Regions from separate parts of the Mus musculus genome. Here regions 1, 2, 3, 4 and 5 are each linked to region 6. A link is a contact called in public promoter capture Hi-C data. All regions are on one chromosome and are shown on one strand. Each heading gives the region's core, a stretch centred on a gene start, on an enhancer-like site or on the middle of the called end of the contact. The rest is flanking DNA. Distances are from core to core; before and after follow the strand shown.

Region 1 (3,975 bases), core at 841-3,340, 1.0 Mb after region 6:
TTGACCACACTCCCTGCACTGTCCACCTCCTAAGGCAATGACATCATCCATACCCATCTGGTGACAGACAGGGAATACTGAGGCCCAGAACCATTCATAAAGTTGATGGGCACAGACCTGGGACTAAGATCAAGTTTCCCAACCCCCAAGCTAGCAAATCCTTCCATCATCCATTGCCCCTCACCATTCATTACTGGGGACCAAAAGGGGAGCCCATTTGCTGGCCCAGAATGCCGCAAATGCAGGGCTCAAAATATCTGGTCCCAGGGACGACAAAGACCCTCATGTAAGGACAGGGTTTCTTTTTTGGGGGTGGGGTGTCTTCATCTAGGAGTGCCAAGCACAAGTCCAGAGGCCGGTACAGTGACTGGGCAGGCCATCACCTTCCCTTAAGCTCCTCCTATCCTGGTACCTAGCCAAGCCCCACATCTCTTTCCTCAAGAAAAAGTTCAAATGTTTCAAAACTACAAGTCCCTACCTCCTGACCGGGACCGGGAGGGTGTGCGGGGGATGTCCAAAGGTTCCTAAGAAGGAACTAACCCTAGCCCGGAGAAACAAAGTATCCTTTTCCAACAAAACTAGATCGCCTCATTGAGGCGCCTGCTTCTGTCCAGTTCAGCCATAAACGTGGAGAATGAGATCCAGCTTGGAGAGCCAGGTACAACGTATCTATGAGGAGCCAAAAGGCTTCCCTGCAGAGGGGGTCACAAGAGAAGAAACGGGTTGTCTTAGACTTTATGGGGTTCAGAACAAGGCAGAAGGGTCCCATCTCAAACTGTACCGGAAACACCCAGATCTACCCTTCAGTCCCCCTTGCAAAAGTGTAATGGCAAACAGATGATCGGGTCCAGCCTGGGCCGGGGGATGCGTAAGAGCCCCTAGGGGCCAGCTGATTTCCAGAAGGCTACCCCCCTCCTCTTAAAAAACTCCTTTTCGTCTGCTTCCTCAGAACTCGGCCAATCCCACCCTCCATCGGAGAAAACAGCTCTGAAAAGTTAGCTCTTTGTTCTCTAAGCTGGTCTCCAGGCTGAGCACAATTTCAGATCTCCAAGAAGCGTCCTCCCCACTCCCTACCCCGCCCAGCTCCGACTGGGCAGCCGATCACCCGGAGTGGCTTGCAATTTGAATTGGGGGTTGGGGAAGCTATGAAGGAGGTCTGCGGGTTCCCCAACCACAAAAAAAGCAAGGAGGGGACCAGCAGGTCGTTCAAAAAGAGGGGGTCTCGCAGTGAGATTCCGGCGCTGCCCCTAAATCCCTTTCACCACAATTGACACTCGCTGGACGAAGGACCCGACGCAGCTTCCAAGCCAGGAAGCCAGGCTACCGGCAGCCCAAGCCGGGCGGGTAGCGCCGGCCCCAGCCTCCGCCCCGCCCCCGCCGCCCCCTCCCCCCAGCGCCCCGCGCTTCCGCCTACTTGGCGCTGGCCGCCGCGGGGAAAGGGAGCGGCCGTCTCCCCTCTCACTCCCGGCCCGGGGGGCGGGACTGCACCTCTAACCTCCTGCACACACCCGGGGAACCCGGTTCCCTGGTGCTCTTCCGCCCTTCCTTCCAGCCCTCCTAACCTCGATGCACAGAGGCCACCCATCTCCAGCGGTGGCTGCTCACCACCTCGCCTTGGACCTCCCAGGTTCCAGACTGGGGTCTGTCCCCACACCCCAAGTCGCCTCCCGCCTTCCTTACCTGCTCTGGGGAGCGCAGGGAAGAGCCCGCAAAGACCCGGCCCCTCTTTCCTCCCCTGATGGAGAGCTGCACTAGCACTGGCTAGCTCGCAGCGCCCGGTACCCGAGCTCACCTTATCCAGACAGTTCACCTTCTCCGTGGGGTACACGATCTTGCCGCACCGGGCACAGTTAGGGTTCATGGTTCCGGGGAAAGACTGGGGCGGGGACGCCCGTATTCGCGCGCGTTCCCTTTTCCTTGGGCGAGCTGGTGGGAGGCGGCGGCTGCAACTGTGCAGGCGACGGCGACTGGAACTGGGGAACTGGCCTCCGCCTCCGCCCTCCTTCCCCTAATAAACACAGTGGGGAGGAGGGGCTGCACTGGCTAGGGCGGGGACGCGCCTCGGGCGCGGAAAGAGGCGCGCGCGACCAGGCGCGCTCCCCGGGCGACGTGGGGCTGCGTGGGGGCGGGTTCCAGGGAGGACTGCGGGACGGGAGTGCAGGAGCCCCTGAGCTCTCGGGGTGCACGTGCCCCTGGGCTCCGCGACCGAGGACGGGCCCGGGCCATGGCCCTTCCCGCGCTGGAGAAACAGACGCGAGTGTGGCAGAGCCCGATTTCCCATGAGAGGGGGCAACCCCACGCACCCGACGATGGTGGGGATAGTACAGATTCTCTAGACTGGGGGACTTTCCTTAAACCCGTGGGTCCCCAGCATCAACCTGCGGGGAAACCACCCCTTGCCCCGCCCCGCCCCCCAGCTAGTTCCCTTCCCGCCCACATCCTCTCCCACATAGGTACCTGTCCCTTTCCCTTTGGACTCAGCACCTCCGTACGTTCACCCTCCCCGCCCCTCTGCGCTGCAGCTTTCCCATGGATTCTTCGGATTCAGGCATCCTCTGCTTTCAGCTTGGCCGCCTTTGCTCTTCCATTCTTTTCTCTTGCCCCTATTCTACCTGTGTAGCAGCTGCGACAGCATCTTAAGACTGAAAAGAGATTGCTTCAAGCTGCGCGTCGGTGCGGGGGTATAGCTCAGTGGTAGAGCATTTGACTGCAGATCAAGAGGTCCCTGGTTCAAATCCGGGTGCCCCCTCAGAGTCTTTTCCTCTCTTCAATGACAATAAAAATACGTTTCAATACAAGTATGATCTTGATTCGACCCTGGGTCATTAAAACAGGTAAAAAGATAAAGGCCACTCCTCCTTTTAAATCTGAGCAGAAAAGCCTTCGTTTTGCCTCGTACCAAGCAGAAGTTGCACGACTTTATTTGATTGGCGCCAGAGTCCTGGAGATTTCTGCCCATGGTATGCTTGTGAATTTGAATTGGATTGTTCCACACTTTGGGTTCGGAAGCCAAGGTCACTCCCCAGGTTGACGGTGTGTGTCCGTTGAGGGTCAAGGGTCAATCAAAAAAGGGAAACTTGCGGACATAGCCCTTCTCCAACCTAAGCTTTCCTTTCCCTTTTTCGTTTCATTCTATGATCCTTATTATTCTATATCCTCACGTTTCATTGTGACTTGGTGACGTGGACCGAGTAAAAGCGCTCCGAGACCGTGAAACCGGGAGGAGCACTCGTCAGCTCCCTTCACTGCAAAAGAACAAGACCCCAAAGCCAAGTAATATAAATGAATGCAGTGGTTTTCACAACTTGTGCGTGCTCTAGAGTGACCTGGGGGAGGGGGGGGCTCATTAAAACGTCCCCAGTTTCCGATTGTGTAGATGCTGAGGAAGGCCTTGGCAGTTAGCTCTTTGGCGGATTTGTCAGGTAAATCATTCAAGGACGCAAGGACCGCTCTTTGAGGATCACCAGAATATTATTACCACAACGCTATCAAGTTTCAAATCCTCAACAGGGGACAGGTATCTAGCTGCTTTAAGGTATCTGGTCTGGAAGAAATCTCTAAGTGTGAACAGGGAAGCAAGGGCGGCCCCTCAGCTAGGTTTTGCCCAAAAAAAGGAAAAAGAGACAGACAGAGGCATGCTGCCCGTGTCAGGGTGTGGCTGTGATATTTTAAACATGGAATCTGGTTGTGTCATCCCAGGACCCCAGGGGAATATTCACATGCATTCCCTCCCAGTTCCCATTACAGTTCTCTGCTGAGCGGAACAAGGAAGGGGACTGAGCAGAGCTTGGGGCAAAGCACAGAGATACCAGAGAAGCGAGTCTCTGTTCCCAGACGCTGGGCCTTGAACTTGTACATTCTCCAGCCTCAACATCTCAGACAAGACATTCGTTTTTTATCTCTTTACACTGTGTCTTCCGCGCCCCACCCCCACCCCCACCCCCATACAGAGTTTCGTGTAGCCCAGGCTGGCCT
Region 2 (3,833 bases), core at 101-2,600, 1.2 Mb after region 6:
TTCAATCACACAACCAAGCATTTCAAACAGGGGCAAAAAGTCTGACAGAGTCCTTGACCTTAAACTTCCAAAGATCCTCCATTCTCATCCCACCCCTCTCCCTTTTTTCTGGACCTGAATTCCTCCCCCTCCCCCCCCCCCCCCCCCGCCGCCTCTGCCCTGACCAGTCCCCTAGGCACCAGAACAAGAAATAGTCATGATTGTAACACGTTTTGTTGTTATGAGGGGAGGGGGGGTGCTTCTTAAAGGGCCAGTAAGGGATAAGCCAAGGAAGTCGGGGGTTCAAGGACCTCATCTTCTGCCTCTGTCACACGTACAGGTCAAAAGTGAAAACAGAGGGCAGGTGCGGGGCAGGTACCCAGAGGAGAGTGGCGGGAAAGGCCCGCAGCCACAGCATTAAGGGTTGTCTTGGGAAGGGGGGTGGTGGTGGTTGCCTGTGCCAGACAGGCGGAGATGCCAGCCTGCGCCCTCGGCAAGATTCCTTAAGGAGTTAACTCCCGAACCATGTGCGGCGGCAGGGGGAAACTCCAAACCTCTCTCTCCTCCATTCCGGCCCCCTGTAAAACCGCTCTCCCAGCCTCAGCTCTTCCCCGGAGGGTTTCAGGATCCCTTCTCCCGTGGGACCCTTCTCCTCCCTTCCCAATTCCGCTCCTCCCAGTATCCGGAAGCGAAGGGGGATGACCCCCCCTTGACCTCTTCCTCCCGGAGCGGGAACCAAAATAAACCGGGCGGGAGGGGGGGTTACCTCGCAGGTAAACATTCCCGGGACAGCCCTGACACCGGCGGTGCGGGGCTCAGGGAGTTCACTCCTTGCGCCCTGGACTCTCCCCAAAACTCCTTCAACTTGGGGTGGGGGGCGCGGGACTGAACAATAGGCAAGAAAACAATGCCTGACCCGGTCCTGGAGGACCAGGCTGGGGATGGGGGGGAGCCCACGCCGCCTTTCGCTTCAGGTGGGTGGGGGAGGGGCAGGCGCCCCAGGAGGGCTCCGGAGGGCGCGGCCGAGGGCACCCCGTGCGCGCGCCGCCCCGGGGTCCCGCAGCTCCCCCCCCCCCGCCGGCCGTCTCCCCCCTCCCCTTACCTTGGTGGACGGCCACGCTGCACGCGTGCCCATCGCAGTAGACCAGCGGGTTTTCGGCCCAGCCCCTCTCGTCCGAACATACGCAGCAGCCTCCTACCATCTCCTTCATACTCCCATGAGCTCCCTCCGGGGCTGGGGCTGGGGGCCGGCCGGCGGGGGTCGGGGGTCAGGGGGGGAGGGAGGGAGCGGGGGCCGCGCGCCTCCTCGCCCCCTCCTCCGCCGCCGCCGCCGCCGCTTCTTTTCTTTGCCTCCTCCTTCCTCCTCCTCGGCGTCCTCCTCCTCCTCCTCGCTCGCTCTGTCTGGCCGCCCCCCCCGCCGTGCTCTCGCCCTCATGCCCCGACGGGCCCCCCCCCCCCAACAATGAGACTCGCGCGCCGCGCTCCCCTTCCGCGCCGCTCGCCGGCTACCAGAGCCGCCCGGCCGCGGTGCAAGCAGGGCCCGGCGGGGGAGGCGCCGAGTGGCACATCGCGGGCGCCCGCCCGCCCCGCGCCGCCCGCTCACGCGCCGCCCCCCCGGCCCCCCTGCCCGGCCGCGGCAGCCATGGCCGCGCGCCTCCGCTCGCTCGCTCGCTCCCGGCCCGCCCGCCGCCGGGTAAAGTCTTAGGTTCAGGGAACAAAGCCTGGCTTGGTAGGGAGCTTTTCGCTCGTGCGCTCAGTGCAGCTTTCCCCGTCTTTTCTTTTTCCCTTTATGACTCTAGGTGGGTAGTTCCCGAGTCCTCCCCTCCGTGTCACACTTTGGGTCTCCGGTCTCCCATCCCCCTTCTCTGGGTGTTCTTCAACCCTAGGGAAATCTAGGGAAGATGAAAAAAACCAGGGCTCTTAAAAAGAACTGGAGCGATGTTAAACCATTTACCCGTGCTTGTTCTTGGAATGGGAATGGTGTCTCTGGATGGCAGCTCATGGGTGCTGTCCCTGGAGGTCACTCTGGAGGGTAGACAATGCCACGTGTAAACTTTTACTTACTTTACAAATCTTTTTTGTTAGTTTGAGACAGGATCACCAGTAGCTCCGGTTAGCCTCGAACTCACCACTTAGTGAAGGATGACCTTGAACTCCCAATTCTGCCTCTGCCACCAAAGTGCTAGAGTAAAGGCGTGCACCACCACGCCCCGCACAAAAATTTGTTGAATGCTAGAGTCGGCTGCGCGCCAGAGTAGAGGTATTCCTGCCCTCCAGGAACTTCCCTTTGAAGTCTTCAATGTCAAGGTCTCTAGGCACCTTAGGGGTACAATGAGGTACCCCACCTTAATTCAAGATCTCTGTTCTAAGTCGTAACTCCACCCCTAGCCTCAGGGCGTGCCTTGCGTTTTAAAGTGAGTAAAGCTGCCTCGGAAGTGCTTGCCAACAGAATCACGCCTTGACTTCTGGGCAGGTATAGAATCACAGTAGCGTACAAAAACGCACCACGAAGGATTAAAGTCCCCGAAATTGGGTCTAGGGTTTGATGGAAAGCGACCCAAGACTTCCCCCAGACTGGTATAAGCCCAAAGACGAGATCTGATTCCCCTTTTTTCTTTGCAAGGGGAAAGACGGCGCCCCCACAGGGACCAAAGGTCAAATACCCCCTCAGCGGGAGGTTGGGTGGCAGAGGGGAGAAGGCAGCCCTGGGGGCTTCATCCACACTTCAAAGACCTCTAGGCCGGGAACGCTTCCTGGGGGGGAGGGGCAGAGGGCTCGGAGAGGAGATGGCGGGCTGGGGGATTGAGGGTGGAGGGGGCCGCTCCCCCTTCGGCGCACTGCCCCCCTGGCCGACTCTTCCGCCGGGCCCGCCTCCTTTTCACTAGCACCTGTTCAACCGGAACATCAAGGGGCCAGAGCCTCCGCGTTTCTTTAGTACCTTTCATCCCGGAAGGGGGGGGAGATGAGTCCCCGCCCAGGAGGGGGGAAGCAAGGAGGGGGAGAACTTGTCCTTGACCTGGTCTGTGGCGTCAGGGATTTACTCCCTTAATCCTGGCGAGGCGGGAGTTTGGGGAGGTCTGTGAAGCTGAGTTCTGGGCTGGAGCCCTCAAATCTGCTCAGTTTGGACCCTGGGAATCACGGAGGCTGAGGGAACGAAGACACTGTGTCTAGAAAAGTAAACTTGCGGTAGTCTGTTTTACGACTTCTGAATCAGGACAGGTCGAAGGCCGGGATCTCGGCTATGACGATTTTTTATTCTGTGAAGTGTGCTCATACGAAAAGTTAATACTCAGAAGAGGAACCTTACTTGGGAGTTTCTAACGAATGACTTTTACCACCAAGAGTAAAACTACAAGAAAGCCGTGGAAATGTCTGTCCTAACTAACTCTGTGGCAGTTTCACAATGTTGGGGAGTATTTGCATCTGAAACCCTTATTGTCAAAGTGGCCAGTTTGGGGTTCCCTTGGACGAGGGTCACAACCCCTTGGTCCCTGTGCCCAAGAATTGGTGGCTTCGGAACAGAAAGCCTGTTTTAAGTCAAGCCCGTGTCCAACATGTACCCAAAGCTTTTGGGACGGACGGCTGGTGCACGTTTCACTAAATTGGTTTAATTCGGTGAATTTGACCTAACTCTCCCTTAAGGTCATTTAAAAAGGGTGGAAACGTCCTCCATTTTCTGGCTGGAGTGATTGGGGTTGCCATGGGGTAGATGACTTGCTCAAAGGCACACAGCTTGAAAGCTACAGAGGCAAGATTTAAACAAAGTCTTGCCTTCTTCTAAGGCTCTGCTACAGTGTCTCCAGCTTGTGAAGAAGTGAGCTGCCGCCTCTTCTCCAACGTTCTATTGCAAGGGC
Region 3 (3,994 bases), core at 686-3,185, 1.1 Mb after region 6:
TCCACCCAGCTCCTCCCAACTCCTCAGCCCCCTATCATTATAGCTCGGGGTCGAACTCCCCTGCCCTGCACTGCAGAGGGACTTCATCCTCAGCTAGCTGATAATAAAACCTCTTGCAGTTTGCATCAGGTACGGTTTTCTCTCGAGTCATTAGGGTGCTGGCCAGTTCATCCCAGGAGCAGAGGCCCAGCTTTGGGGGTCTTACTGAGGCAGGTGAATGTTTGAGTTTGAGGCCAGTCTGATCTTCAGTGGTAGTTCTAGGATAGCCCCAGGTACACAGAGAAACCCTGTCTCAAACAAACAAACAAATCTTGCATATGTTAGGCATGTATTCCAGTACTGAGAGACACCCCCTAGCCATTTTTCCTATTTGGTATTTGGTATTTTCAGATAGGGTCTCTACATTGTTCAGGGTGGCCTTGAACTTGGGATAGCATCTGAATAGGAGAGATGACAAACTATCAGGCACTAATGTTTCTATTGCAACCTGTCCCTTCACCTCTCCATACCTCACTGTCCTTTCTTCATAATACTTCTTCCCGTTTGACAACGATATACTGTATACTGGAACTCTCACAATTACTCCTATTATTTAGGTTTTTTTTAAAGATTTATTTATATTATTTATATGAGTACACTGTAGCTGTCTTCAGACAGACCAGAAGAGGGTATCAGATCCCGTTACAAATGGTTGTGAGCCACCATGTGGTCACTGGGAATTGAACTCAGGACCTCTGGAAGAGCAGTCAGTGCTCTTAACTGCTGAACCATCTCTCCAGCCCACTCCTATTATTTAGTATCTATTACCTGCCTCCAACCTCTACCCTGGCAGAGGAAAACCCATAAAGGCAAGAATAATGCTCTATTTTATTCCCTCATGTAATCTGGACAGAATCTGGCCCTGATATAAGTATTCAACGCACATTTGAATGAATGTTTCAACAGAAGGTAAGGAAAATAGGGAGAGGTTGAGGTAGTAAAAGGGGAAATTAATATTAATAAATTAAAACATGTCCAGTCGGGCGTGGTGGTGCACGCCTTTAATCCCAGCACTTGGGAGGCAGAGGCAGGCAGGCGGATTTCTGAGTTTGAGGCCAGCCTGGTCTACAGAGTGGGTTCCAGGACAGCCAGAGCTATACAGAGAAACCCTGTCCCCCCAAACAAAACAAAACAAAACAAAACAAAACAAAACAAAACCTGTCCATCTTGATTATAAGCAAGCATAAACTATCCTATATTTAAGCTTTACGAAATTTTGCACATCTTTAAGAAGCAACAAAGCCAATCAATCGGTCACGGTTAGCTGTGGGCTAAGTCTAAGAATAATTAATAATAAGGTACTGAGTTGTAGTCCGAGCGGCTGTGTGAATGTCACTAATAGAGTATTGTTAACTCTCATGACGAAAGAATGTTATGGTACCAAACACACAGACTCATCTGTAGCGCTCCACTTAATTGTTCCACAGCCAAATGAAACCATTCTGAACTTGCTCTTGCCCCATGTGTCTGTTCTTTAGGAACCCTTACAGAAGAATTTATTTTACTCATGTATTTATTTGTTTTGAGGAAGGATCTCATGGGTAGCTGAGGTGATGTTGAAATCGCCGCAATTCTCCTGCTTCAGCTCCCACGATGCCGAGATTATTGGCGAGCACCACCACACCCGCAGCAATAATTTTCGAATCCCTGTTATCCAGAGAGGGGCTTGGCCACAGAGCTCAAAAGAAGCTGTTAAGCAAATTTTAAAAAGCCAAAAGGCAATGTGTCCATATCGCCAATTACTTCCGAGGCGTTGGGTGTAGCCCCAAAATTACTCGCCCCTACACATCTTAAGCGCAGCTTTCCCACGCAGAACGGTCCCGCGGAGGCCCAGGCCTTTTACGTCATCTAGCTGCGACCCGGGGAGGGAGGCGGGCTGGACGAGGTCCGGTCACGTGGCTGAGTGGGCGGGGCCTCCCGTTCATATCCCAGTGTCCCCTGTACTAACTTCCTTTCTGACCCTTTCCGGGCGTTCAAGATGTCGAAGCGAGGTGAGGAATTTTGAGTTTGGGGATCCGTTGGCATCTGCCGCGCGGGATGGCCCGCCCATCCCTTGGCGACGGCCCCCGGCGGCGGTGATAGTTTACAGTCCCGGGGCCGGAGATAGAGAAGATGGGGGCACCGCGGAGGCCTAGAGGGAGCCCTGAAAGAGGGCGATGCCAATGGTGTTGAGCTGGTGTAGGAGCGGAGCATGGGGCCGAACGGAGAACGTGGGGTCGACGGGACTGCGCGATATCTGCGGTCCCCGCAAATGCAGACGAGGTTGGAGCCTCGCAGTCTCCTTCTTCCGCAGGAGGATGCAAATAATGGGCACGGCCGGGTCCCGTGACAAGTGCGTGGTAGCCGGGGAGCGGCCGGCCCTCGCCGAAGCGTGTGCGGTGGGTTATAGTTGGGAACTGTGAGACCGAATGTGGACCCTTGTCCTGTCTGTTTCCCTCCCCGCAGGACGCGGTGGGTCCTCCGGGGCGAAATTCCGGATTTCCCTGGGTCTTCCGGTCGGAGCTGTGATCAACTGTGCAGACAACACAGGTGAGGCCTTCGGCCGCGTCCTGCCACCGTCCCCTTTTAAAAGCACTCAGTGAGCCTTTTGCTAGTGACCCACTGAGCCGTCAAGAAGGGGCAGAGTGAAAAACACCACTTTTGGGTGAAGTGGCAACGTGTTGTGTTGTTTAACTTCAATCGGTGTTGTGACAAGACACTTCTGAAAGATTACTTACAAGCCCGATGAGTTTTACGAAAACGGTTTGTTTTGGTTTGTTTGTGTTCATGCTTTTCTGAGACTGAGTTACTTGGTGTATAGCCTTGCTGACTCTATATTGTGAATTCTGCCGGTCTCATACAAAATTTACTTTTGTTTGTTTTTTTCCTATAGGAGCTAAAAACTTGTATATCATCTCTGTGAAGGGAATCAAGGGACGGCTGAACAGACTTCCTGCTGCTGGTGTTGGGGACATGGTGATGGCCACAGTTAAGAAAGGCAAACCAGAACTAAGGAAAAAGGGTGAGCGGGGAGGAGAGCTTGTTTTTTTGTTTGGTTGCTTGTTTTGGTTTGTTTGTTTGGTTTTTTTTTTGACAGTGTTTTTCTGTGTAGCCCTGGCTGTCCTGGAACTCACTTTGTAGACCAGGCTGGCCTCGAACTCGCCTGCCTCTGCCTCCCAAGTGCTGGGATTAAAGGCGTGCGCCACCACGCCCGGCCCTGGGAGGCTCCTTAAGTCGTAGTGGAAGGTAGAAGTTCTCTGGGTGTTGGAAGATGGGATCTTAATTCTGTGGCTGTCAAGGAAGCTACACATGTGAGAGCCTTTGAGATCAATGCCTCAGCTCCCTGTTTGAGACAAGGCTTGACTTGGTAGCACAGGCTGGACCTCAGTGTTGGGCTTACAGACACGGCCACATGTCTGACTGCTGCGGTTTATGGAACACTTTGTTTTTTCTCTAATTAGGGTCTTTTCCGTCTTTCATGCTATGTAATCTGCCACTCACCTGGCTAAGTTCTTCCCCTGTAGTAGACTATGTAGTCTTACCAGAAAAGATCTTCAGTTGGTTGTCTGTCCCTAGCTGTCAGTGCAGATGACAATGTGAAATGGGTGTATTTTTGTGGGTTGTTGTCCGAACACCTGGAAGCAGACACATTGTCCAGAGGCCTTGTGATAGACACTGTACTGGGAGCTGACTATTGGTGTATTAACTACCCTGAAATGTGTTCTCATCAGGTAGATGAACAGACCTCAGAACCTCCTCTGCCTTGAGTGTTCCAGCTGTAGAACTTTCTTGGCAGGATCTCACTGTAAGCTTGGCTGTCCTTGAGCTCAGACCTACCCACCTCAGCTTCCTAGTGCTATCAGGCACTGTTCTTTTTCCAGAGATATTCTCGAAGTCCTTTGGTGTAGTGCAAGTGAGGCCTGTGGGGTTGCTTCCTAGCAACACTTTGTTTCCATAGGAGCCACCTTGCTCTCAG
Region 4 (4,124 bases), core at 236-2,735, 1.1 Mb after region 6:
AGATGGTGGGATGGGTCAGTGGGCAGTAACACCTACGCCAGGCCTAAGCAGCTCAATGCCTGGAACCACATGATGGAAAGGCAAAACCAACTTCTGCAAGCTGTCCTCTGACCTTCACACAGGGCTGTGGAACCCGGGCATACAAACAATAAAATGATAATAATAATAATAATAAATGTAGAGGCTGGAGAGATGGCTCAGGCATGAAGAGCACTGACTGCTCTTCCAGCTTTCTATCCCCAGCACCCACATGGTGGCTCACAACCACCTGTAATTCAAGCTGGGTCATGAGGGTTGCTGGGGGGGAAGGTTGTCCAACAATCTCTTCTAGCCTCTGCAGTCACTGCACACATGTGGTGCACAGACACACATACACGTAAAATAATAATCAATGAATTGTGTTTTTAAAGTTCCCACCACCAACCACAGCGATCAGAACCAGCACACTGGGGCCATCACAGACAACCCGTTTCCCCTCTCAGACCCTCCCATCACTCAAATCACATAAGCACTGTCAACTAGGTAAGTAAAGTGGGCAGTTAAAACCCAACAGCTCATCATGGTTAGTTATCGTTCGGTATGTCTGCTTTGCCAGCCGCCTACTGGTTTAGCGAGTGCCCACGGTCTTTAGAAAGACCTACAGTAGGATTCTGGCTGACGTTCATTACTGTGCATCTTGAAGGAAGGTCTCAATTTTTTTTTCAATTGCAGAATGAGACGGCTCGCCAGTAATATTAAGACGGTGATTAAGGGACTCCCTAACAAAAATGCTTCTTCACAAAGAGCAGAGCACAAGGTAATGCCAGAAAAACATAGGTTAGGACCCATCTCCGTAACGCTGTGGTGTTCAGCTGAGTCTCACACTCAATCGTGGCTTTTGGCAGATGGCTGATATCGGGCTGCTCAACGAAGAAACCTGGGTGAAGGTGGGGCTGGAGACACTTACACTGTCTGGACGTCAGTGGCCAGGCCGGCCAGGCCTATGTAGAGCCTGTCACCCATGGGAAAGATCTTCTGGAAGTCCGTGGTCACCATCTGGGCCTGGATCCCGAAACGTCTGTCTGCAGCGATGGCCACACAGTTCTTTCCCTTCATGGCCATGACGGCCCCTCCATTATAGGACATAATAGACTGGGGACAAACAAATCAAGGGGCTCAGTTCGTGGAGCTAAGTGGGACCATAACCTTCACATCAGTTCTGGTCCCCAAAGCTCATATACCCGTGCCCTCCACTCCGGAGGAGCCAGGACGCCAGGAGCTCCAGCCCTGAGATGGGCCCGGTGGGGCACCCAGGAACCGCACTCATCTGCACGGTACTCCCATGTGCATTCTACTGACCACCAGGCTCTCCCCGTCCCGAACCCAAGCACTACTCGTCCTTGCTTTCAGTTCCCATCCCAGACTCCTTTCCTTACTCCCCGATCTCACCATGATTGCGCTGGAGTGGAAGCCCGATCCCCACAGCGTTGCCTGCAAACCGGCTCTGGCTTTCTCAGGGTCAACGCTCTTGCCGAATCCTCCCCATTGGCTGGCGGGCCGACTCGGATTGACTAGTTCAGCTTTCTATTGGACACTCATGCCGTCAGTCACAAATATGCATAGTTTGGTTGAGACACCAAAACGGAGGTATGGAAAGCGGAAAGTGAAAAGTCACTGTGAGTGCGGAAGAGCCTACGGTCCGGGGCATGTTGGGATCTTGGCGGACCTGGAGTTCGGGCCATCCCGTTTAGGGGCGGAGTTTGCAACACGTGGGCTTGGGACAGGCCTTGTGGGGCTGGTGCTGTAAGCAGAGTAGGTAAGCTGGCGCTTACCGTGGTGCTGCAGGAGTTAGGCATTTTACTCAAGCTACCCGACTTCCAGTGTTCATTCACAAATCCTTACTGTTCACCGGGATTTTTGCAGGCGCCAATTAACCTATCGGCACCGAGTATACCGAAGGCGCCCATTCTTTGCAGAATGGGAAGATCGTGCCGAGGGTTCGTGCTAGGAGGGTTTAGTTCCAGAATGGAGCTTTTGTTTTGTTTTACGGGAGTGAGCTACAGGTTGTTCAGCGTTTGGAGTCTCTCACTCCCAATCCCTGCTGGCCGACAGACGTAGCCCTAAGTCTCTGTTCACTCTACAAAGGAACGTTCTGTGCCACATCCTAGACACTGACCGAGGATAGCCTGGGCCAACGGCTCCAGGGCAGCCCAGGTGGGACGTGTGCATCCCTTGCTTTCCCTTCCCTTGCACAACCACTGTTCCCTCCGCCACAGCCTCGATTCGCTGTTCTTCGAGATCAGATTTTGTTCCGCTGGGTTTCTAAGCTACTGTAACTGCTTGCGTCGTGACTGGTCTTGCGCCATATCGGCTCAGTACTATTGACTCGGCTCTCTGCCTCACAAACAACTGTCACCGTCTCTGTGGCGCAATCGGTTAGCGCGTTCGGCTGTTAACCGAAAGGTTGGTGGTTCGAGCCCACCCAGGGACGGTCTCGGCCTTTTTTTTTTTTTTTTAAATCGCAAATGCTCCAAAGCCACATTCGGTACCGAGGTACCAGAAGCAATAATTGTGATACACCAACCCAGATGGTCACTGTATTTAGAAATCCGTCTATGGTCAGTGAATGGATCTATCCCTAACGTCTCCTCACCACCTCTCACTATTCTTTCTCCCAATCAGGATGACAGAAAGGCAAAGCCAAGTTTCTGTCTCACTGCCATGTTTAACAATGCAATTTTCCTTGGATTAAGAATAAATTTTGCTGCGGAGGTTGGACAGCTTCCCATTGTCTGCATCAGTGGACGATAGCAACTTGAAAGAGGAAATCTGTCCCGGTGGATGGAAACAGTCAGGAAAAAAACCACAGGAACAAAGTGAGGGATAAAAGAGTGGAAGGAGGAAGAACCTAGCTGTGATCTACAGAGAAAGGCATACCATGAGGGGGCCTAAGTAGACAGTGCGGAAGATGGGGAAATAAATACAGAGATCAACAAAGGGCATCGTTTGCAAGAGGGAGAGGTGTAAGGGACACAGAAGTAAAGCTACACAAAAGCAAGAAGGAACGACTCTCTCTAACTAGTGCCACCATTTAAAAGGGATTTTCTCCTTGCTCTTGTTTCCGATGGCAACAGATGCCCGTTGGTCCTTGCCTTGATGTTCTGGGTTCCTGTTCTCTGGGAACCTCTGATTTCTGACTGCTCACTACGTGTGGCAATCAACTAGAGGACAGGGTAAGCTACAGACTTGGTGGAAAATAAGCGCTCTTCATGTTCGCTGAGCACACTGGAGAAGGTGGGCAGGAGGAAGATGTGCAAGGGACTCTTTCCATCCGTTCTCTAGACATTTGGCTCAAAGGAAGTCTCTTGTGGACTCCCTCTTCTATGTTTGCAGATCACCTGGCGCTTCAAACATGGAGAAGGGACTTTTCCAGCTTATTGCCCTCGCTGGCCCTGCTCGGTGTCAAAGCCCAGCTTACCTACTGTGCCTAAAACAGTACTTGCCGTTGGCACAGAGAACTTTCGATGTTGGGACAGTTAAGTCAGCGGCTCTCCCGATGAACCACAGGGATTAGCAATATCCCAGCATAGATGATTTATTGGAGTCTTAGTGGGTGGTGGGTCTTCAGTGTGTCCCTACTCTCCAGCGGTTTCCTTGGAACTGGACCTTAATAATTGAGGAGCAAATGGATACCCACCCCAATAAACAAAAGGTAGCCAGGCAGTACCCTTCACGTTGAGCAATTGTGTTTGCTCTAGCAGAGTTCAAGATGCTGGGACACATGGGCCGTGATGACAGTGGGCGTGTCTAACTCGAGACCCCTTTCCACAGTAGCCTGTGAGCTCGTGGTACCCGATGTAGGGATTGGGAAGCAAGTGACCGATCCTCCCGGGGCCTCTTCCGCTCCCACTTGGACCACCCGATCTAAGCGGAAATCTCTTGCCTTTCCTTTACACCGTCATTCGGCTCTGCAGGCTGAGAGCTGAGGCTGGTGGGGTCACTGGGCGGACAGACTTCACAGGGCTCCTGATAAGCGGTCCAGTGTATAAAAGCACTCACTTCGGGACTGCTTTAGGCTTGGAACAAGGAGAGGAGGCAGGCTCGACAAAGATTCGTTCCTTACTCGAGCCAACCCACCAGGCGCT
Region 5 (3,919 bases), core at 1,257-3,756, 1.1 Mb after region 6:
CACTTCACATCCGTTAAACACTGATGTGACCTGAATCGGGGCTCCTCAGGAACTTTGGCTGGATGTGGATGCACTGTGGGGTTTGACTGTGTTTTAGTGGCTGCCACTGGACGGCTTGGATGCTTGTTATCCCTCTTCCCTCCCACCTGAATGAATGGATCAGACTTCCAGAGGCCTCTCTTAAGAGCCACCCAGATGGACGGTGCTCACTGGGATAAACAAACATTGACTTTATTTAGTAGATTATGTGACAGGATAGCCAAGCATCAGGAAGAGCCAAGAATTGAAGAAGCTGGAAGAGAAAACAGAACCAAAAGCCCTAAGTGAACTGCTACCCACCCGGGCTTTACGCTGTAATGGTGTGATGTGTATATACAAATGTATAGTTCTATATTTGCTTTAAAAAAGTTAGCCTTGGGAGAACATTTTGTTGGATGACCTTGTCAGAAAAGTAACACAGTAGTTACTGGTAACAGAGGGATACTGACCTTCTTTGTCATTTGGACATGACTTTGTCCTCTACAAATGTGTTAGGCTACATTTATAGGTATGTACTGGCTTCAGGAAGGACACACCTGCCAAGGGACATACATATCCTCCTCTGTTCCTCGGCATCCTACAGTGGGCACCCAGTGGGGCAGGAATCAGGACCCATGTTGTCCGATGACTCCTGAAAGAAAATACTTGGGAAGCTTTTTGCTTTCTGGCTAATTTTTATTTGTTTGTTTGTTGAGGCAGGGTCTCTTGTAGCTCAGGCTAGCTTTGATTGGACCGGGGAGCTGACGGTGACCCTGCACTTTAGCTCCTCTGACCACACACAGTTGCTGCTCCTGCCACTGCTGCTTTGTGGTTTGTCTGTGATACAGGGCCCTTGCTGGTCCAGGGCAGCCTGATGGTGGCTCTCCTGCCTCAGCCTCCTGAGTGCTGGCTGCGGTTAGGCCATCCCCATCCTCCAGCTGCCTTTATCCTGTAATAACTAAAAATCTAAGACAAGACTCAAGGGGCCACACCCATGTCTTTACTGCCATTCCTTTCTCTATTCTTTCACCAGAAGCCCTCATTTGTTTGACCAGGGAACTTCTAGGTGCTTTTTAAACAGACGACAGATTCACCCTAGCGGTAGCTGACCTTAAACTGTAGATCTCCTGTTTTAGTCTCTGGAGCTGTGATTACAGACCATCTGGCCCTCAGAGGTGCTCTTAATTCATATATTAAGCCATTTCGTTGTTCTACCAGTTCCTAATTTCTCCTAAAATATGTTTGGATTTAAGCACTAAAATTCCAGTCACTGTAATTATTGTTGTTGTTACTTTTTGAGACAGGGTTTCTCAGTATAGATAGCCCTGGCTGTCCTGGAACTCACTCTGTAGACCAGGCTGGCCTTGAACTCAGAAATCTGCCTGCCTCTGCCTCCCAAGTGCTGGGATTAAAGGCATGCGCCACCACGACCGGCTGGCACTGTAATTCTTAAAACTCAGTTTCTCCCCAGACAATATAACATTATTCATTTAATCATCTCATCCTTCTGCCCTATGTTATAGTTAATTATGGCTTTTATTTTATTACTTGGTAATAAAGGCTACATTTATTTTTGTAACTGTGTAGAGCGATCTACCACGTGCCTGGTACTGAGTCTTGATATCCCAAGTGTTGACCTGTGATTTGTGTCGGATACAGAGACCCTTCGACCAAGTGGAATTACATAATAAACCATGGGCAGTTTATTCGAGATTTCTTGGAGCAAGAATGAAAGGATTATTACAATACGCGTCTACAGATGCTAGTGGTGTCTAAACTTGACCATCGGGATAGAGGAGGCTAGGCGGCAGGTGGGTGGGCGCGCGGCCCATTCATAAAACCTAGGATTCCCGGCCTGCTCCTCTGATTGGCCCCCGGGAAAGGGGGCGTACCTTGCGGGTGGAGCGAGCCGTCGGCCCAGGGGAGTGGGAAGATCCACGCTTGGGTGGAGCGAGGGGGCGGTCCCTGGTTTTCTAGGCAGGACTTCCTTTCCCCTTTGCCGCGTTACTCCTCTGTCCCCCGGGGTGGAGATGGTATGTTCCAGCTTCTTCTCATGCCGGCCCCTCTTCCCCTCCCGAAGCGGCGGCGCTGCCGCCATTTTAGTACTTCATGTGGAGGCAAAGTCAAAGCCCGGCCTTGAGGGTGTCCGAGTAGGGAGCCCTTCTTGCCGAGTGCCTCGAGGCTGTCCATCCCCAGTCTTCCTCGTTCCCCCGCGTGAAGCCGGCTGGGTTCCCTTCAGGCCGGGAGAGGAGGAGTGGGCGGGGCAGCTGCAAGCGCCCGGGGACGGGCGGTACCATTCCGACGGGGAGGGGAGAGCCGGGATCCAGTGGGCGGTGCCGCCCGGGGGCGGGGTGAGGATCAGGCTGGCCTGCTCCCCGGGGCGGGGCGGGGCGGGGCGGGCCGGCGCAGCGAGGGCGGGGCGTGGGGCGGACGGAACCACCGGGGCGGGGTGGGGAGGTAACGGGACGGGCGCGACCATGGCTCGGTGAGGCAGCGGGGGTGGGGATCGGTTCGGGGGAGGCCTGGGGCCGCTCGCTGGTGCGCTGTCTCCGCCGCCCCCCCTTTCGCCGCCGCCGCCGCCCCGGGCATGTCGTCCAACTGCACCAGCACCACGGCGGTGGCGGTGGCGCCGCTCAGCGCCAGCAAAACCAAGACCAAGAAGAAGCATTTCGTGTGCCAGAAAGTGAAGCTATTCCGGGCCAGCGAGCCGATTCTCAGCGTCCTGATGTGGGGGGTGAACCACACGGTAACCAGCTTCCCCGTGCGCGCCCCCACTCCCTCCGGCCTCGCCACGCTCGCCCCGCGGGTGACGCCTGCAACCCTTCCGCCGAGCCACTTGCATGCCCGCCCACCCGTGCACGCTGTCCGGCCGGGCGTGCACTCCCCGTTCGCCACGCGAGGCCTGGTGTCCCCGTGCTATGCCGTCGTCGTTTCCCCTTCGCTCCAGCCCCTCTGGCTTCTTGTGTCCGTATGCTGGCTCCGTGCAACCCCGGAGCTTCCGAGGGAAGGCCTGGGTGCTGCAACGACGCTGCTTCTACCCTCAGCGTGTTTGTTGCATGGCTATTCCGCTTGTCTCTTATAGCTGGCTACCACATCATTGCTCAGTTGACAGGGCAAGTGGGACTGGCTTGCCTGAATGTTCCTGTTTGTGGTCCTTTGGGTGGTATGGCTGCTCAAAGTTTCCCATCTTCTAGGCCTCCTTACCCCTGACTGTGGACATCCTCTCTGGGTTTCCTTTTTTTCTTCTTCTTCTTCATGAAGACGTATCAACTGGAGAAGCAGAGACTTCTCCAAACCACAGACACTTGACTTGTGTTCCCATGGATGAAGGATAAGTGCGAGCACAAGGCCCGAGGGAGTGTAGACTTGGTTATGGAAATAATGTATCTTCCTCGTTCTTCTGTGATGTTTCAAAGCCATTGACTTCTCGTATGGTTTTCCAGGGTGTGATAATGGTGATTACTGTCTCAGATGAGTGGTCCTTTGGGTCCTGGGTGCTTTGGGATGGTGCAGCAGCCTCTGCCAAGAAGTTGGATGTGGCCGACGTTAGCTGGTTGGCTCTGTTTATGTGCTGTTTGTTTGGGATCTGCTCTCTTTCGGTGGCTTGCTCTCTGCCTTCTCACCGTTTCTTTGTGAGTCCCTACACTGAGAGCAAACAGAGGAAGTGAAAAGACCTGAGGTGCTGACTCCACCAGCCACAAGTTTAGAATGGGGGTGGGTGGGGGGAGGATAACGGGTCGGGTCTCCTTCGGATTTCATTCTTTAGGCTCCATGACTTTTCTGAACACTTGAAATTGTCTACAAGACCAAACAATGACCCAGGGACCCAGGGTCAGGGAGACTTCATTTTCTCTTGCTTTGGTAGAAGACCTAGAGGGTCCTTTGGCTAGAGATTGAGGGA
Region 6 (4,216 bases), core at 376-2,875:
AAGACCCTGATATCTCTACATCTATTCCAACTAGCGATGTGGGGGCCTACGTTCCTCAGAAGCCCTTTAATAGGGTGCTGGCATTCTCATAGTGGGTGAAATGGCATCATCTCAGGCTTCTCAGGGTGTGGTTATTATTTTTTTAAAAAAGGCCCTCTGCTGAGGCATGGCATGGGAAGGGTGGGTGCTACGGAGGCCCAAAGCCTTCTGGATGCTGCAGTCTCCTGGTATCTTCCCTTAGAGACCTTCGAATTCATCCCCAATAAAAGCAGCCGAGTTCTGTGACTATCCACATGGCCCCACCAAGTGAGGCGCTCCTACACAGCCAGGGACTCCTGTCAGCGGTTTTCAGGCCTCAGCTATGGTCTGGAGGGCAGCGTACAACCTCAGCGGGAAAGCGTCCACCTTAGGGTGTCAGGCCCTAATTTAGGGGCGTGGGAGGAGGTAGGCAGTATCAAGGGCTCGTGGGAGACTGGCTTAAATAGCCGAGAGAGAGGGAGGGTAGTTGAAGGAGAGAGATGGTTTCCCTTCTTCCCCTAGAATGAAGCTAATGTGGGGAGGAAGGTGGGTGCGCATTACCATGCCCCTTCCCCTACATTACTTCGGGCTTCCCCTCATCCTCTACACCAACACTGAGGACAAGAAAAAACAATCAGGGAGCATCCCCCGGGCCAATCCCTCACCTCCCACCCCCAACCCCGTGCTCTCTTGCTCTGGGATGGATGAGCAGGCTTACCTGAGGCGCTGCTGTCCCTGGTGGTCCCTCCAGCCAGGCGCTCCAGAACCCGGTTCAGAAGATGCTCTGGCCGCTCGGGGGCGCCCAGGGGGGCCCAGGGTGGTGAAGCCAGGGGTTCGCCGGGGGATAGCTCATCTGAGGAGTACGAGGAAGGAGAGCGCAGGGGCACCCCAGATCCTATCGGCCCAGGCCCGGGAACCTCCTCTAGCTGCAGCCAACAGGGCCCCCCACTGCCCGGCTCCTCAGAGACCCCTAATGGCTCTCCCCCTTCCTCCTCAACGGGCGGCTCCAGCCCGGGCTCGGTTGGGGGCTCTCGGAGGAAAGCTGGGAGCAGCAGGCGAGACACGCTCTGACGCCGCTGCAGTGGCCGCAGTCCCCCGGCCGGACCGCCGCCCCCACCAGGGCCCCCACCCCCTCCAGGCCCTCCGCAGCAACCCGGACCCCCGCCGGGACCTCCAGTCACCGCTCGCCCCGCCAGCTGAGACGTCTGCTTCTTCAAAAATTTCTCCAGTGGCTTCATGCCCCCCCCCCCGCCCCTCTCTTAGGGGCCGCCGGGGGACCCAGGTGTCCCAGGCGCGGGCGGGGGGAGGCGGGGACACGATGCTCAGAGCCGGGGGAGCAGAGCCGAGGGCCGTGCCAGGCGTCGGACTGCGAGCGAGAGGTGGCCGAGCCTCGCTGGCCAGAGTCCAGTGGCCAGTGGCCGGGGGAGGTGCCAGAGGGAAGAGGAGCTCGCTCTCAGCGGCCCCCCATGCCGGCTGCGGCCGAAGGGTTGGCAGGCTGAGGGGCTGGTGTCCCCGTCTCAGCGCTCCGGGGCCGGGCTGAGGCGACAGAGGCAGCGGGCGGAGCGCAAGGCTGAGGACGCGGCGGCGGCTGCGCTCCTGGCCCCGGGGAAGGTGGCAGAATTGAGACCGCGCCCCCTCCTCCAGTCCCCGCCCCTACCCTGCTTAGGCCCGCCCCCGCCCGGCCGCGCGAGGCTTGAACTTGGGCTCTGGCGCTGACCGCGAGGAAAATTAGGACTTGGGTTTCTGACAGTCGCAGAAGGGCAAAGGCGAGGGAGAGATCTACCAAAGCAGAGGACTCCTGGCTCTTGATTACCGGGTCTCTTTTGAGCATTTCAAATAACCAGGGCATATGTTTGACCTTGGCACGCCTACCTGTGCACAGGTGAGGCTTATAAAGACTGCTGAACTCTTTGCATCTTTCCCACAATTTTATTTGGTCATTATCTTCCACCTGTTGAGAAGGGCTGGGACGGCGTCTTGGGTAAACTGGTATTGGCACTGGGGGCGGTACCCATATTCCTTTCTGATAGGGTTTAGGGGGTGGTGCAGGGCCGCCCTGTAAGGCAAGTACTGGCAAGTAGGAAAGAGCCAGGCAGAGGCCAGCAGGTTGTGGCAGGTCTAATTGGGGTGAAAAGAGATAGTAGACTGAAAGAGACGACCAAAAGCACAAGGGCATCTTAGCCCAGGTGGTAGCGAAGGGAAGCAAGACTGAAGAGATGTGTAAGTCCCCAAACTGCCAACTATCATCCATCACCTAGCACATTAGTGTATATAGCCATAGAATGGGAGAAATATTGCCCTTACTCCTGGTGGCTACGCCAGAGCATTCTGTCTCCCAGGGTACACTCCACTAGGATGGGGCTGTAGAGACAGTGTGAACACATCCAGGCTTGGTATACATGGTGAAGGAGTGGCACCGGGTTCCTGGTGGGCTGGTGTTCCTTGGGCAAAGTCCCACCCCTGTTTACTGTGCCTCAGCAAGGCATGGATGGACAGGAATGCTAAGAGCTGGGAGTGGTGAAACTGACAGGGTGTGTACTACACTTGTGTTGCTGTCGGTGCAAACTCAGTTCCATGTGTGCTAGAGCATGTGTTCACAGAAATAAAGCTCTGCACACCCATCTGGGGATTTGGAGAGGGAACAAAAAAAAAAAAAAAAAGAAAAAGAAAAAGAAAAAGAAAAAAAAAAGCTCCGATTTTGCTATGAAGCTGGATCTGAGCATTGGTTTCCTGGACAGCCTTAATTGGACACTCGGCCTCTCTTAAGGTTGGAAGTAGGAACTGGCCAGAGTGGCTTAGAGCTCCCCAGGTAACCTTTTAGGAACCAAGAAGAGGGGAGGGCTTCTCTTCTGCACATGCCACAGTTACCAGATTAAGCCGGTTGCCTTGGTAACCTCTTCTCTGGGCAGGATTTGGGATTGTCGGTTAGGAAGGGTGAAAAATTGGGGAGTGTGAAGGGTGTGGGAGCTGGAAATAAAAAGGGACCGAGAGACTTCTAGAAACTAAATGCTTGGGGAATCGGACTCTAGACCCTTCCAGTTACAGAAAGTGGCAGTCACTACATTCAAGACCTTGAATCAGAAGCAAAGGAAGCATTAATTTGTGGTCCTCCTGGAGCAGCAGTGGCTTCCGTTCTGGCTACACACTGAAACCGCATGGGAGCTTTTTGGAATTGCTGATGTCCAGGTCACACCCTAGATCCATTATGGGATCCTGTGGCAGGCCCAAGGTCTCTGTTAGTTTAGAAAGCTCCCCAGGTGATTCAAACAGCCAGTGTTGGAAATCACTGCTCTAGGTCAACTGCAGCTGTAAGAAGATCTGGCAATTGCAAATCCTTGATGTTTTGAGTCACCTACAGGTAGGTCCATGGACTGACCCACAGCGGGAAAACTGATAGGGCATCTACATTACCATGAGAAAACCGAAGAGAATGGTAGGGTGGTATTCAATTACTTAACAGTGGAAATGGAGGCCAACAAGCTTAACTGAGTCAGTCCAACCCATGGGCTTCTACAAAGGTATTGGACAGGGCTACCTAAGGCAGTAATCTATCTGTCCCTTAAACTCCCATTATCTCTGCCCACTGAGAAGCAGGCTGGGGGGGGGGGGGCAGAGAGAACCCGAGGGCTTTGCTGAGCTTGAGTTTCTTCTTGCTGAGCTAGTTACCAGGGCAACAGGGAGAGCAATGGGATCTAACAGCAGGACTGGGGAAGAGGCAAGGGTGAGAAGGCACCCCAACATTCCTTTCTCCTGCCAGTAACCTACCCAGAGGGTTGGCTGACATTTTTTGCATGACCAACCAGGGAGACCATGTCTATAGTTATACATCACCTTGGGGGACAGAGGGAAGATGTCCCAACTTGTGGGCATTCCCACACCACCAAGGTAAAGCTTTGTGAAACAAAGAACAAATGTTTCCAGCCCCACAATACCCACTGGTCGTCCACACCGAGTGGCCTTTGTATAACTGTAAACTTCCACTCAAGGAAAGTTAATTCAAAACTGGAAATTACTCTGTGCGTGCTCCAGTCTCAAATATAAGGCAGCATGAACCAGTTGAAGGTCTTAGTTTTCCTTGTCCTTCCAGCTCAGGGTAGGTAGTCTGGTAGCTGTCCTTCAGGTTGTAGGCCTTAGTATTTTAGTGCCATCTTTACTTTCCAATAAAAGATAGATATCTACAGCTGGGCATCGTGGTACA

The links. Promoter capture Hi-C pulls out the DNA fragments that hold promoters and counts their contacts.
Region 1: a contact with region 6 is called in a promoter capture Hi-C map of hippocampal neurons, with 2.4 times the contacts expected there. The contact joins the promoter of Lasp1 here to the promoter of Rapgefl1 in region 6. A contact is called at or near these places in 1 of 39 promoter capture datasets (hippocampal neurons) and 1 of 9 other capture datasets (liver).
Region 2: a contact with region 6 is called in a promoter capture Hi-C map of pre-B cells, with 5 times the contacts expected there. The contact joins the promoter of Mllt6 here to the promoter of Rapgefl1 in region 6. A contact is called at or near these places in 4 of 39 promoter capture datasets (the C10 cell line, hippocampal neurons, liver and 1 more).
Region 3: a contact with region 6 is called in a promoter capture Hi-C map of pre-B cells, with 8 times the contacts expected there. The contact joins the promoter of Rpl23 here to the promoter of Rapgefl1 in region 6. A contact is called at or near these places in 5 of 39 promoter capture datasets (the C10 cell line, hippocampal neurons, liver and 2 more).
Region 4: a contact with region 6 is called in a promoter capture Hi-C map of liver, with 8 times the contacts expected there. The contact joins the promoter of Psmb3 here to the promoter of Rapgefl1 in region 6. A contact is called at or near these places in 4 of 39 promoter capture datasets (hippocampal neurons, liver and pre-B cells) and 1 of 115 datasets of contacts at active chromatin or transcription factors (astrocytes).
Region 5: a contact with region 6 is called in a promoter capture Hi-C map of pre-B cells, with 6 times the contacts expected there. The contact joins the promoter of Pip4k2b here to the promoter of Rapgefl1 in region 6. A contact is called at or near these places in 2 of 39 promoter capture datasets (hippocampal neurons and pre-B cells).

What each region holds. Positions count from the first base shown.
Region 1 is chr11:97,797,680-97,801,654 of GRCm38.p6, reverse strand. Lasp1 (LIM and SH3 protein 1) reads right to left here and starts at 2,090. Exons shown (of 7, transcript NM_010688.5): 1 at 1,793-2,090. The coding sequence starts at 1,861. n-TCgca51 (a tRNA gene) reads left to right here and starts at 2,678; the gene lies at 2,678-2,749.
Region 2 is chr11:97,660,929-97,664,761 of GRCm38.p6, reverse strand. Mllt6 (myeloid/lymphoid or mixed-lineage leukemia; translocated to, 6) reads right to left here and starts at 1,350. Exons shown (of 20, transcript NM_139311.2): 1 at 1,082-1,350. The coding sequence starts at 1,190.
Region 3 is chr11:97,780,380-97,784,373 of GRCm38.p6, reverse strand. Rpl23 (ribosomal protein L23) reads left to right here and starts at 1,935. Exons shown (of 5, transcript NM_022891.3): 1 at 1,935-2,030; 2 at 2,485-2,568; 3 at 2,912-3,040. The coding sequence starts at 2,018. It overlaps Snora21 (small nucleolar RNA, H/ACA box 21), which reads left to right and starts at 2,608; the gene lies at 2,608-2,735.
Region 4 is chr11:97,700,795-97,704,918 of GRCm38.p6, reverse strand. It overlaps Psmb3 (proteasome (prosome, macropain) subunit, beta type 3), which reads right to left and starts at 1,485. Exons shown (of 6, transcript NM_011971.4): 1 at 1,429-1,485; 2 at 947-1,131. The coding sequence starts at 1,431. It overlaps n-TNgtt8 (a tRNA gene), which reads left to right and starts at 2,397; the gene lies at 2,397-2,470. It also overlaps a transcript of Pcgf2 not described here.
Region 5 is chr11:97,743,291-97,747,209 of GRCm38.p6, reverse strand. Pip4k2b (phosphatidylinositol-5-phosphate 4-kinase, type II, beta) reads left to right here and starts at 2,506. Exons shown (of 10, transcript NM_054051.1): 1 at 2,506-2,764. The coding sequence starts at 2,606. Cwc25 (CWC25 spliceosome-associated protein) reads left to right here. Exons shown (of 10, transcript NM_026186.4): 10 at 1-1,740. It overlaps Mir8102 (microRNA 8102), which reads right to left and starts at 2,313; the gene lies at 2,175-2,313.
Region 6 is chr11:98,834,194-98,838,409 of GRCm38.p6, reverse strand. It overlaps Rapgefl1 (Rap guanine nucleotide exchange factor (GEF)-like 1), which reads right to left and starts at 1,625. Exons shown (of 15, transcript NM_001080925.1): 1 at 737-1,625. The coding sequence starts at 1,256.